Linked DNA regions of Mus musculus: all the other regions are linked to region 4. A link is a contact called in public promoter capture Hi-C data. All regions are on one chromosome and are shown on one strand. Each heading gives the region's core, a stretch centred on a gene start, on an enhancer-like site or on the middle of the called end of the contact. The rest is flanking DNA. Distances are from core to core; before and after follow the strand shown. Region 1 holds the start of Cmtm4 (CKLF-like MARVEL transmembrane domain containing 4). Region 2 holds the start of Nae1 (NEDD8 activating enzyme E1 subunit 1). Region 3 holds the start of Dync1li2 (dynein, cytoplasmic 1 light intermediate chain 2). Region 4 holds the start of Cdh5 (cadherin 5).

Evidence for each region. Promoter capture Hi-C pulls out the DNA fragments that hold promoters and counts their contacts. Capture Hi-C pulls out chosen DNA fragments and counts their contacts.
Region 1: a promoter capture Hi-C map of pre-B cells shows a contact between it and region 4. The contact joins the promoter of Cmtm4 here to the promoter of Cdh5 in region 4. A contact is called at or near these places in 1 of 39 promoter capture datasets (pre-B cells), 1 of 484 Hi-C or Micro-C datasets (cortical neurons), 2 of 115 datasets of contacts at active chromatin or transcription factors (microglia and pancreatic cancer cells) and 1 of 9 other capture datasets (liver).
Region 2: a promoter capture Hi-C map of pre-B cells shows a contact between it and region 4. The contact joins the promoter of Nae1 here to the promoter of Cdh5 in region 4. A contact is called at or near these places in 3 of 39 promoter capture datasets (cranial neural crest, pre-B cells and second pharyngeal arch cranial neural crest), 4 of 115 datasets of contacts at active chromatin or transcription factors (bone marrow-derived macrophages, embryonic stem cells, pancreatic cancer cells and 1 more) and 3 of 9 other capture datasets (adipose tissue, liver and macrophages).
Region 3: a promoter capture Hi-C map of pancreatic islet shows a contact between it and region 4. The contact joins the promoter of Dync1li2 here to the promoter of Cdh5 in region 4. A contact is called at or near these places in 8 of 39 promoter capture datasets (the C10 cell line, the HPC-7 cell line, cranial neural crest and 4 more), 2 of 484 Hi-C or Micro-C datasets (B cells and cerebral cortex), 2 of 115 datasets of contacts at active chromatin or transcription factors (both in bone marrow-derived macrophages) and 3 of 9 other capture datasets (adipose tissue, liver and pancreatic islet).

Annotation. Positions count from the first base shown.
Region 1 is chr8:104,394,447-104,397,146 of GRCm38.p6, forward strand. It overlaps Cmtm4 (CKLF-like MARVEL transmembrane domain containing 4), which reads right to left and starts at 1,361. Exons shown (of 4, transcript NM_153582.5): 1 at 1,005-1,361. The coding sequence starts at 1,190.
Region 2 is chr8:104,533,363-104,536,062 of GRCm38.p6, forward strand. It overlaps Nae1 (NEDD8 activating enzyme E1 subunit 1), which reads right to left and starts at 1,275. Exons shown (of 20, transcript NM_144931.3): 1 at 1,150-1,275. The coding sequence starts at 1,202. It also overlaps a transcript of Car7 not described here.
Region 3 is chr8:104,441,694-104,444,393 of GRCm38.p6, forward strand. It overlaps Dync1li2 (dynein, cytoplasmic 1 light intermediate chain 2), which reads right to left and starts at 1,354. Exons shown (of 13, transcript NM_001013380.2): 1 at 1,002-1,354; 2 at 781-854. The coding sequence starts at 1,108.
Region 4 is chr8:104,100,233-104,102,932 of GRCm38.p6, forward strand. It overlaps Cdh5 (cadherin 5), which reads left to right and starts at 1,393. Exons shown (of 12, transcript NM_009868.4): 1 at 1,393-1,500. The region is part of intron 1 of Gm29682 (predicted gene, 29682); the gene reads right to left.

The sequences.
Region 1 (2,700 bases), core at 111-2,610, 290 kb after region 4:
AAAATGCAAATATGTTGCAGTTCTGTGCAAAGGGCTTCTCTGTCAGGGTGACAAGTCTATAAAGTTTTGAGGCCTCGGTGAAAGGCTACCTGTGACAGAGAATAGGAGGAATACAAAGGTTTTTTTTTTAAACTGGACTGTGCCCAGTCCACCACAAAGATAAACTACACTGCCCAAAGGGACCTGCTACAAAACCACAAAACCGAAACAGAACCCACAAGCCCCTGAACCAAACACTCTGGGGGGTCGCGGGGGGGGGGGGACCCACCAAGAAATGTGCTCTCGAATGCCTAAGTCCAACAGAAAGTTCCCCGTATCTGTCACCTCCCAAACTGGCCGCCCTCCCAGAGTGACTTAACTCTGGGTACCAATTTGGGCAGTCCCAAGAAGCCACCACCAGTGCTGAGACTACAGGATGCTATGAAGGAAGCCAACGTCCGCAGTAAAGACTGGAGGCTTTGTGGGTAGATCTGGACTCCCCCACTGCATCTGGGCTACACGCCTCCATTCAACAAATATTTATTGAGCATCCACCATCTGCTGGGCACCCTGCTAGGCGCCAGGGAGGAAACCATGCCACAGCCCCCGGCCTCTGTTAGCAGAGAACCGTCTGGGGGTTACGCGAGCCGGAAAACCTGCTACAAGTTGCTAAGCACAGTAGTAGCCAGGCGATGGCACGGCCCTCGCAACCGGCTCTGCGCACCAACCTCTTGTCGATGAAGCAGGGAGGGCACAGGTAGGCCCCGGAGCAGGTGTGCAGGCACCAGGCACCCCTGAGGCTTCGGAGCTGCAAAAGGCAGACTCCGGCCGAGGGCGCGGTCCCCAGAGGAGCAGGGACTGCAGCCCAAGGACCTCGGAGTACGGAGTGCGCGGAGCGGGGACCGCGCAGCCCGAACCCGACTCTGGTCGGCCGGGCCTTCCCCCGCGGCCGGGTGCGGGTAAAGAAGGCGCGGGCTAGGCCGCCGACCCGCCCGCTCGTACCTGGAGCCCCGCCCGGCACCTACCACTTGGGCGACCTTGAGGCGGCCGAGCGCGCCGCGCAGGTAGTCCGGGTCGCAGCGCAGGCCGGCCAGCCCGCGGCGCTGGCTCACCGGCTCGGTGGTGGGTTGGTACGGGCTGCTGGCGCCCGAGATCATGGAGGTGCTCGAGGCCTCGCCCTCGAAGCCGTCCAGCTCCTCGCCGCCCCGCATGCTGCCGCCCCGCGCGGCCGGTTCCCCCGGCGCCTGGAGCGGGCAGGCTCAGAGCGGCCGCCGCATCGCCGTCGCCAGACCACCCCACCGCCGCCGCCTCTGCGCCCGCCGCCCGCTGCGGCCGCGGCTCGGTCCGCTGGGGCTCGGCTCCCGCCGCCTCGGCAGCGGAAAGGGAGGGAGGCGGGAGCGGGCGCCGAGGGAAGGAGGCGGGAGCCGCGCGCCGGCCCGGAGGGGGCGGAGACTGCGGCCGGCGCGGGGAGGGGCGGGGCGCTGAGGGCTGGGGGCGGGGGGTCGTGGGGGAGAGGAGGGGCGTTGCAGGTTGGGGCGGGGCCGGTGAGGAGCCTTAGTCACGCCCCCACCACGCCCTCACCTGCTGGGCGTCTGGCCCAGACTCCGGGGTGGTCGCCGGCGGCCCTTGCAAGGAAAGGCCCAGACCAAAAGAGGGAAAAAGGGTGGAGAGAATGGAGACTGACCAAAGAGTCACAAAGCTGTTTTCTCTGCCCGCAGCCTTAGAGCCTGCTTTAGAGAAAGTGGGATCGTCTGCAGGTTTAAGTGTGTGTGTTCCCACGCTGGGCACACTGAGACAACCCTATTCTGTGTCAGAGGTACAGCCTGTGAGGGGGTGGGGGAGGTCGGGGTTAATGGAGCCCGCAGAATCCACACAACCCCAGTGTCAATTTGGGATCCAGCATGCTGGCATAGGAGAAATATATGAGCACACAGTAGGTGCTTGGCAACTAATATCAGTTCCCTATCCTGGCTGAGAAAAGTTTTGCTACCTCTAAGCATCAAGCTAGGCGACACTCAAATTTTGCCCTGGAGGCATTAATTATAGACCAATTTGTCATTCAAGTGTGAAGACTAATTTTAAGCTTAAGTAAAACACTAACTTTCTAAGAATTGTCACTTTGACACTGAACCTTTCAGCACCCTGAATACAGATCTGTTCCGGTCCTTGAGGAAGGCACCAAATGAAGTGTTATAATCATTACTATTTTACACAAGTGGAGACAAAGCTTTCAGAGTAGAAGTGGCTTGTCCAAGGGCACCAAATATTCAATGAGTAGAACACAAGGTCTATTTCCAAAGCTGAAAGGATACCAGCTTCAATATTTATATTATTTGACTTACTAAATATTTTGAGGGGGGGGGGACACTTACTGTAAGCTAAGCAATATGCTAAGAATTGAGGACAGGGATGTTGAGAAGTCTCAGTGGGTAAGAGTGTTTGCCACCAAATCTGACCACCTTTGTTTAGTTCCTGTGACCCATGGGTGAAAGAAGAGAGCCAGTCCTTACAAGCTGTCCTCTGGCCTCCAAAAGCACACACCAGAGTCCTGCCACCCCAAGGACAAATGTTAATAGCTTTTTTAAAAACTTGAAGACAGCCGGGCAGTGGTGGCACACGCCTTTAATCCCAGCAGTTGGGAGGCAGAGGCAGGCGGATTTCTGAGTTCGAGGCCAGCCTGGTCTACAGAGTGAGTTCCAGGACAGCCAGGGCTACACAGAG
Region 2 (2,700 bases), core at 25-2,524, 430 kb after region 4:
CTGAGTACTAGAAATGCAGCTGGCATGAATTAAGACATTTTTAAAATGTGTATGATACCTGATTTATAAGACTCTGTGAACAACAACAACAAAAATAGCTTGGTAATTTTAACAATAATTACGTTGAAATTGTAATGTTTTGGAATACTAGGTTAGATAAACACTGTCAAATTTGATTCTGGGATTGGGGAATGTAGCTCAATTTGGCAAGCAGGCATGATGTCCAGAGTTCCAGCCTCAATACTTCATAAACCGGGTGTAATAGTCCACACTTATAATCTCAGCTGTTGGGGAAAAAGAGGCAGAAGGATTGCATCAAGTCTGAGCGCAGTCTGCTCTACATTGCAAGTCCAGGCGGCCACTCAAAGGTAAAAGACAAAAAAAAAAAAAAAAAGGGGTGGGGTGGGGGAGCAAAAACTTATTTTTGAGTCTGGCTGGGCAGTGAGCATCTTCAATCTCAGCACTTGAGACCTGGGACGTAGGCGCTTGAGTTCAAGACTGGCCTACTTAAGACCATGTCTCTATATAAACGAGAGGGGTGGGGAGAACTAGTAGCAAAACTTATTTTCCTGTCTCTTTATTCTCCCGGTTCCCAAGGTCTTCCAATGGAGGCCAGGCTGGCTTTCAGTTTCCGATCCACCTGCCTCTGCTTCTCAAGTCCTTGGGATTACCATGTCTAGCTTCTTTTAACTTTATTTGAAAGGTGCCTACTGGAAAATGTGTAATTACGAACACGGTTTGCTCCGATAAAGCTAGCATGACGCATTTCTATTGGCCAGCGCGGGCGTAGACCAATACCTGCCGGGGCGCAGCGCTCGGCGGTCGGGCAGGATGGGGTGCTCCCACCCCCCTCGTTTAGCGAACGAGTAGGGAGGGCCTGCCGAGACTGTGCAGCCCAGTGGGTTGGCGGAGACACCGCGCACCGCAAACCGCGGACAGCCAGCCGTGCGGGAAGGGGCGAGCCGGCCTTCGCCGAACACTCGGGCCAGTGGCCGGATCCCAGAGCGCCGGCTCCCCACGCCCTGCACGGCCGGCCGCAGCCGCAGGCCCGTGGGAGGCCGGCCTACCCGGCCTAGGCACTTAGGCCCCGCGGGTGTCAGGAGAGCCCGCCAGCCTGGCCGGCTTGCTCACTCGTAAACCCCGGCTCACCTCAGCTGCCGGTCGTACTTTTGCTCCTTGAGTATCTTCCCTGGCTGCGCCATGGCCGCGCCTGGCCCGCGAACAGCAAAGCCGCCTAAGGAGGCCGCCACCCACTCGGCCTCACGCAGGCGCACTAAGCGCCCTCCTCCAGCGCGCAGCCAGTAGGGGGCGCCGACGCTGCACTGCGCACGCGTCACTGGGAAGCCGGGGGAAACCTGAGGTTGAGTTCCACAGAATGTTTCTCTCTCTCTACCTGCAGTAATTGTGGAGAACTCCGACTTTTAAATCGAGTGATAATCCTTATCACTGATAAACCTTAGTCCTCTTCTGGGTGAGTTCACCGTTCCTGAGACTCCTCCAAGAGGAACAATACACCAGCATACTTGTATATAGTATTCTATATAGAGAAGCTACCCTGATGGGTAGACAGAGGGGCCCCACCCCACGGCTTCCCTCCAAGAATTGTTCCCCGTGGTGACGCAAGGGAAAGGGGGTTTTGAACGAGATGAAACGGCATCAGGAGACAAATGAGAAGTGGACTTGGGGGACGGGAGGGTGTCTGAGAAGCAGCCAGAGTTGCCTGTGAAGCCCATGAACAAGGAGGAAATTAAAGCTATCATCGATTCATGTGACACAGGATGACTGTCCCTTGGTGGCCGATGCTAAGGAAGGAGCTTATGAGCAAGTTGAGGACAAGAGGGAAGAAGAGGCTTGCTGACAAGTAAGAATTGCTTTCCTCTATCCCAAATCCTAGAGGAGTCTCCAGATTCATGATTGCCAGATGCACTTGCACGTCCTGAGATTATTATCCCAGCACATGATGAGTGTACATCCACACATAAAATCCTTCCAGCCTTGTGGGGTGAGGGACCAAAGAGACGGCTCCATTTGACAGTAATATTGCAGTGCTAACAAATGCACTTCCCCTGGGCACAGTGTTAGGACACAAGGTGAGGGGACACCCTGCTGTGACCTCCCTCCCCCAACCCCTATGGAACCCAACTGATGGGAGAAAAGGGGCGTTAGGCGTTCCCAGCTCATTATGTGCTTGTGCATGTCTGTCAGTTGTCACATTCCCTCTCCAGTTAGACAGGTGAAACGTGAGCGATATAAAATACACCCAGGGAATGTGAGAAGGTCAAAAGTGAAAGTGAAAGTTCACTACATAGCCTTGCATACACCTTGGCCCCAGGAAAGGAAAGATGGACAAATGTAATTGGAAACAACAACATCAGGGGCCGAGGGTGCTGTACTGCCTGCGACTGTGTGATTTTGAGAAGCATTCAGTTGTTAGTAAGTGGACAAGGATACCTCAGAGCATGCACTTCTTACAACTTTTTAATGTTTATTGATTGGTGTGTGTGCAAGAATGCCATCATGCACTCGTGGAGGACAGAGGACCATTTGCAGAAGTCACTTCTCGTCCTCTTCAACACAGGTTCGAGGGATAAGCCCAAATCTTCCAGCTTGCTGAGCCATCTTGCCACCTCTCCTTTGAGGAAAACTTATTCTTAAATGTATGTGTGAGGTTGTGAAATATTCACTGTGGGAACTGAACTT
Region 3 (2,700 bases), core at 104-2,603, 340 kb after region 4:
GCAATTACCCTTCAAGATACCTGATTCCACAAGCGCTCTCTCAACACATCAAGCAGTGTGATGCGCCCACAGCAGTCTGCTCTTGACATGAGAGATGCGATGCAACCACGCACACATCTGCCTCGGCTCCACTGGGATTCTTTCAGGGTGTCTAAGACTGTCTGTACTGTCCCACTGCTCAGCCCTCATTTCCTACTCTACAAACAGCATTGCAGGTGAACGCATATAATCCCTTTCATTTGAAGGAGATAACTGAAGCCAGAGAGGTTAAATGACTGACTGGGCAACCCAGCAGTGAGGGCAGGATTTATGCAAGAAAGTTCCTGGGGCTGACTCCCAAGCTCTGCTGCCTGCCCATGAAGACTGAAGAAAAGACTTCGTCCATCTCCTCAGTTTCCCAGTCCAGGTCACCTACTTCCCTCATCTTCTCCATCCAGCCTGCACATCCTCTTTTTCCTTCCTCCACATCCTCAACTTGGTGAGCACAAGGCTAACCGATGAACCGAGTCAAGGCTGAAGAAGGCTCAGCCAAAAGACTGAAGGAATGTGCCCCAATGCCCCAAGCCCACATCACATCACTGGACTCCAAACGGAGCTGCATTCTAGGGGGTCAGTAGAGGTGTGGGCTTGGAGACTCAGCAGCTACCCTGCCAGAGTCCAGGGTGCCCTCCCAGGCAGGCAAGCGACAAGCAGGCGCTAAGGGTGGAGAAGCCTGGGAACCAGTGGGAGGGGCGCCGCCTGACCCACCCCTGCGCCCCAGGGCAGTACCCCGCTGCTCACCGAACACCAGAATGTTTTTGCCGGACGGCAGCTTGGACCTGGCACGGGTGGACACTTCGCTCAAGATCGAAGACCTGCGGCGACAATGACAAGAGTGGTCAGCGCGGGACCGCCTAGGACCGCTCGGCCCACGACTGCCCATCAATGTCTGCCCACGGTCCTGCCCGCTCCGGCCCGCTCCCGGTCCGGCCGCGCCATCTGCGGCTCTATACGCTCCTCACCATAGACTCTGGCCTTCCTCCTCTTCACTTGTCAGGTCGCCGGCGGCCGCCACTGCGGGCCCGTTGGGACCCAGCAGCAGCTTCTTCTCCACCCCCACCGGCGCCATCTTGCCAACTGCAGCCACAAAGAGGGCCCTCCCCCGGGCCCGCCGAGGACCCGCAAGGACCCCGGCCGGGCCGCGCTGCCCGCCCGCAACGCCGCAGAAGCTCCGTTATCCAGCGCGTCCCGACGGGCCCGCGGTGTCCTCGTGCGTCTGCGGGACGTGGGATCGCCGCAGCTAGGGACGTTGCTGGGTCAGGCAGCCAGCCGGACAGCCTTACGCGGGAGGTGGAGCCGCGGACGCCACCAGACCGAGAGCGCGCTGGCGACCCCTGCAGGGCAGCCTCTGATGCGGCAAGTCCAAGCTTTGGAATGAACTCAAGCTAGACAACCATATTTATAAAGCGATCTCATTGAATCTTGTTTAATTCTTAATAAGTGAGGTGAGGAAACTACAGCTCAGAAGTTTAAAAGAAAATGGGCCAAACATGAACGAAGATCCACAAAAAAATGACTGGACATAGATATTTGCATGTCCTGTCATACCAGCAATGGGCAGCTGGTGGGGGCGGGGAGGGGGGGAGGGGGAGGGATCAGAAGTCTTAGACTACTTGGTAAGTTTAAGTTGAGCATGAGCTATGTGAGAGCCTACTTCAAAAAAATTAATTTTAAAATGGTTGCACATGGTGTCACACGCCTTTAATCCCAGCATTCAGGAGGCAGAGGCGGGAGGAACTCTATACATTTGAAGCCATCCTGGTCTACATAGCAAGTTCGAGGGTAGCCAGGGCTACATAGTGAGACCCTGTGTGCCGGCTAGTTTTGTGTGTCAATTAGAGTCATCAGGGAAGAAGGAAGCTCAATTGAAGAAATGCCATTGTGGGTGGTGCCATGCCTGGGCTGGCTGAGCAAGCCAGTAAGCAGCACCCCTCCATGGCCTCTGCATCGGTTCCTGCCCCCAGGTTTTAGCCCTGCTTGAGACCCTGTCCTGACTTCCTCCAATGATGGATTATGATCTGGAAGGGTAAGATGAAATAAACTCTTTCCTTCCCAACTTGCTTTTGGTCATGGTATTTCATCACAGCACTAACCCTAAGATACCCTGTCTCAAAACAGCCCCAAGACCCAGTTCTAGAGGTGGTATCCTGCCACTTCCAGTCATTACTCTTTTAGTTTTACTTTTATTAAATGTGTATAGGTGCTTTGTCTGCTTGCATATCTGTCCACTATGTGTATGCAATGCCTGTGGAGGGCAGAAGAGAGTGTCTGAACCCCTTGTAACTGGGATTACAGATGGTTGTGAGCTGCCCTGTGGGTACTGGGAATTGAACCCAGGTCCTTTGGAAGAGTAGTTAATGCTCTTAACCGCTGAGCCATCTCTCCAGCCATGTTTCTTCAACTATTATATGGCTTAATTTTCAGGATGCTCATTGAAAGTTTATCACAAATCCTCAGAATGTTGTTTTTCATCTCCTCCTTTGTAGACTTTATTAAACTGTGAATGATTTTTACCACCACAGTTAACAATACTTTTGGCTTTGCTTTACCAATTTTATTGTTGTTGTTGTTGTTTGAGACAGGGTTTCTCTGTGTAGCCCTTGCTGTCTTCGAACTTACTCTGTAGGCCAGGCTGGCCTTGAACTCGGAGATCCACCTGCC
Region 4 (2,700 bases), core at 143-2,642:
GTCTTCACATGGTCTCAGGACGCTAATACTCCATCCTAATGTACACTCCTTTCCCTGGGCCTCCGTTCCAGTTCAGTTCTCAGAGGACCTGGAGGGAGTGATTGGCTACACCAACTTTGCTTTCGTTCACCAAGCCCATGTCTCTACTTGGGTGTCTAATGGGCATCTCCAACATTACCTACCCCAAACAGAAAACCCTTTCTTCCCCCCACCACACCCCACCCTACCCCCACAGTATTTTCTCCATGCCCGGAAAGATCTGCTCTCTTATGGTCCCTCTTTGCCTCACTGAAAAGCAGGACAAGTTGGGGACTTCCCAAACTTTTATGCATGAAGAAACCCAGGCAATTTGCCAAAAGGTACACTCTGGGGGTCTGTCATTTACTCTGAGCCAGAACCCTGAAATTTTTACTAACCCATCACATAATGAATGAAGAGAATCTTTTTCTTTTTTTTTTTTTTTCTTTTTTTTTGGTTTTTCGAGACAGGGTTTCTCTGTATAGCCCTGGCTATCCTGGAACACACTCTGTAGACCAGGCTGGCCTCGAACTCAGAAATCCACCTGCCTCTGCCTCCCGAGTGCTGGGATTAAAGGCGTGCGCCACCACGCCTGGCTGAATGAAGAGAATCTTGACCTCATCTCCCCAGCCTCTTGGTCCTGAGGGACCCTGGTCTACCTACTGCTTTGCTGTCTTCTTAGCTCTTCTTACTTTTTTGCTGACTCAGACCTATGGCTATCTCCATTATACAGATGAGGAGACTGAGGCATGGATCCCTGGTTGGTCCATGGTCACGTGAAGCCCATCACCCAGTATTTGTAAAGTGAGATGGGCCAGGCTGGTACCTTGGAACTGAAACTCACACTGCCCTACCTGGAAGAATCTGACAGGCAAAATCTGCTGCTGAAAGTGATTGTCTGTCACGTTTCTCAGCTGCCCGACTCTGAGAACTCCACAGCCCCCTTTCGTTCCACCATACTACAGAGTCGCCACGGAAAGCCGGCTCTGTGGAGAAGCTGAGGTAGCTGGGTTTCTGTCTGGGTTACTCTGTCCAGCGAGGAAACAAGTACCTTAGACCCACTAAGCCTCTGCTTTCTGAACTGTAAAGTGGGGGATATGACACCTGCCTCCCAGGGATGGCTGAATGCTCTGGCAGAAGCTTAGAGCCCCCACAGCTACCCCTAGGCTCACAGCTCCTCCGATGAGACCTAGAATTGAGGTATGAGTTGAATACCCCAGGCAGGTCCAAGGCTTCCACGGGCCCAGGCTGACCAAGCTGAGGCCGCCCACCGTAGGGCTTGCCTATCTGCAGGCAGCTCACAAAGGAACAATAACAGGAAACCATCCCGAGGGGAAGTGGGCCAGGGCCAGTTGGAAAACCTGCCTCCCTCCCAGCCTGGGTGTGGCTCCCCTCTCCCCTCCTGAGGCAATCAACTGTGCTCTCCACAAAGCTCGGCCCTGGACAGACTGCAGTGGAGAGAGCCTTCTGCTCACGGACAAGGTAAGTGAGACTCCCAAATCCCTCTCTACTCCTGTCTCATGGAGATAAAACTGGGAGAGTCCTGGCTTGCCCGTATGGGATGGCCACTGTAGGACTCTCAAGGGAACACAGCCTCTCCGGAGCCTGAGTCTCTCTGCTGGGGCCAGGGTAGGGCTAAAAAAAATGCATATCTCTTAGTGTGCAAGGACACAAACGGTTATCTCAGAACCAATGTTCAAGAAAGACTCAGCAGCCTTGTAAGTAGACTGTCGTACTCAGGGAAACTCCAGTGACCTGGAGCTTCTATGACTACCAGGCTCAAAGAGGATAGGATTTCCACTGTCACTCAGCAAGGACAAGGGCAGAGGACTGGAGTCTGGACCTTGGATTTGAGTAGGATCTGCTTTGTGTGGGATGGACAAATAACGGCTCTGTGATTCCCTTCCCTATCTACCAGGATTAGCTCTGCCTTCTGCCCAAAGGACAATCTGGTCCAGAGCTAAAGAGATAGATTTCCCAAGGTCTGACTTATATTCCCCTGCCCCGTTATCTCTACCTACAACACCTCGAGGGACTAGGGTGGGATTTGGGGAGCTGAAAGGGGTACTCGTTCCCTCTGTCAATATCTCCCACTTTCAAGATGGGCCTTCTGAGGTTCAGCTCTGGGCACTTGGAGTCCCATTTATGAGCCCTCTTCCCTCATCTCCCCTAGACTCTCAGAGCCTGCTTTGTGTTTCGGCAGTTGCAGGCAGGAAGGTAGCCTGTAGTTTCTCCCCCAACACCAGATACTCAGAGCCCAGAGCTCAAGAATTCTTGTGGCCGTACAGCTCAGCAAAGTCTCTGGAAGGCCCTAGAGACAAGGACCTCTGAGCCAAAAGCCCAGCTCAGAGACAGTGACCCTCGGCACTGATCCCAGCCTACTCACTTCGGTGTGGCCTTGGGACGGTAACCTAAGGTCTCCAAACCTTCATTAGGAGAGGACATTTTTGGATGCAATTCTATTCACAATCTGTGGTGAGCGGTGGAGATGGTTCATGCAGAAAGAATATTCCGACAAAACAATGGCTCCTGGATTTACTATCCAGTCCCAAGGAGGTAGATAGGGTAACTCTGTACTCAGAGACAACAACAGAGATCCAGAGGAGAGTTAGTGTGAAAATTGAGTCAGAATGACGATGGGAACTTAGATTTAGTCCTCCTCAGCACGGGCTCTTCCTGGAA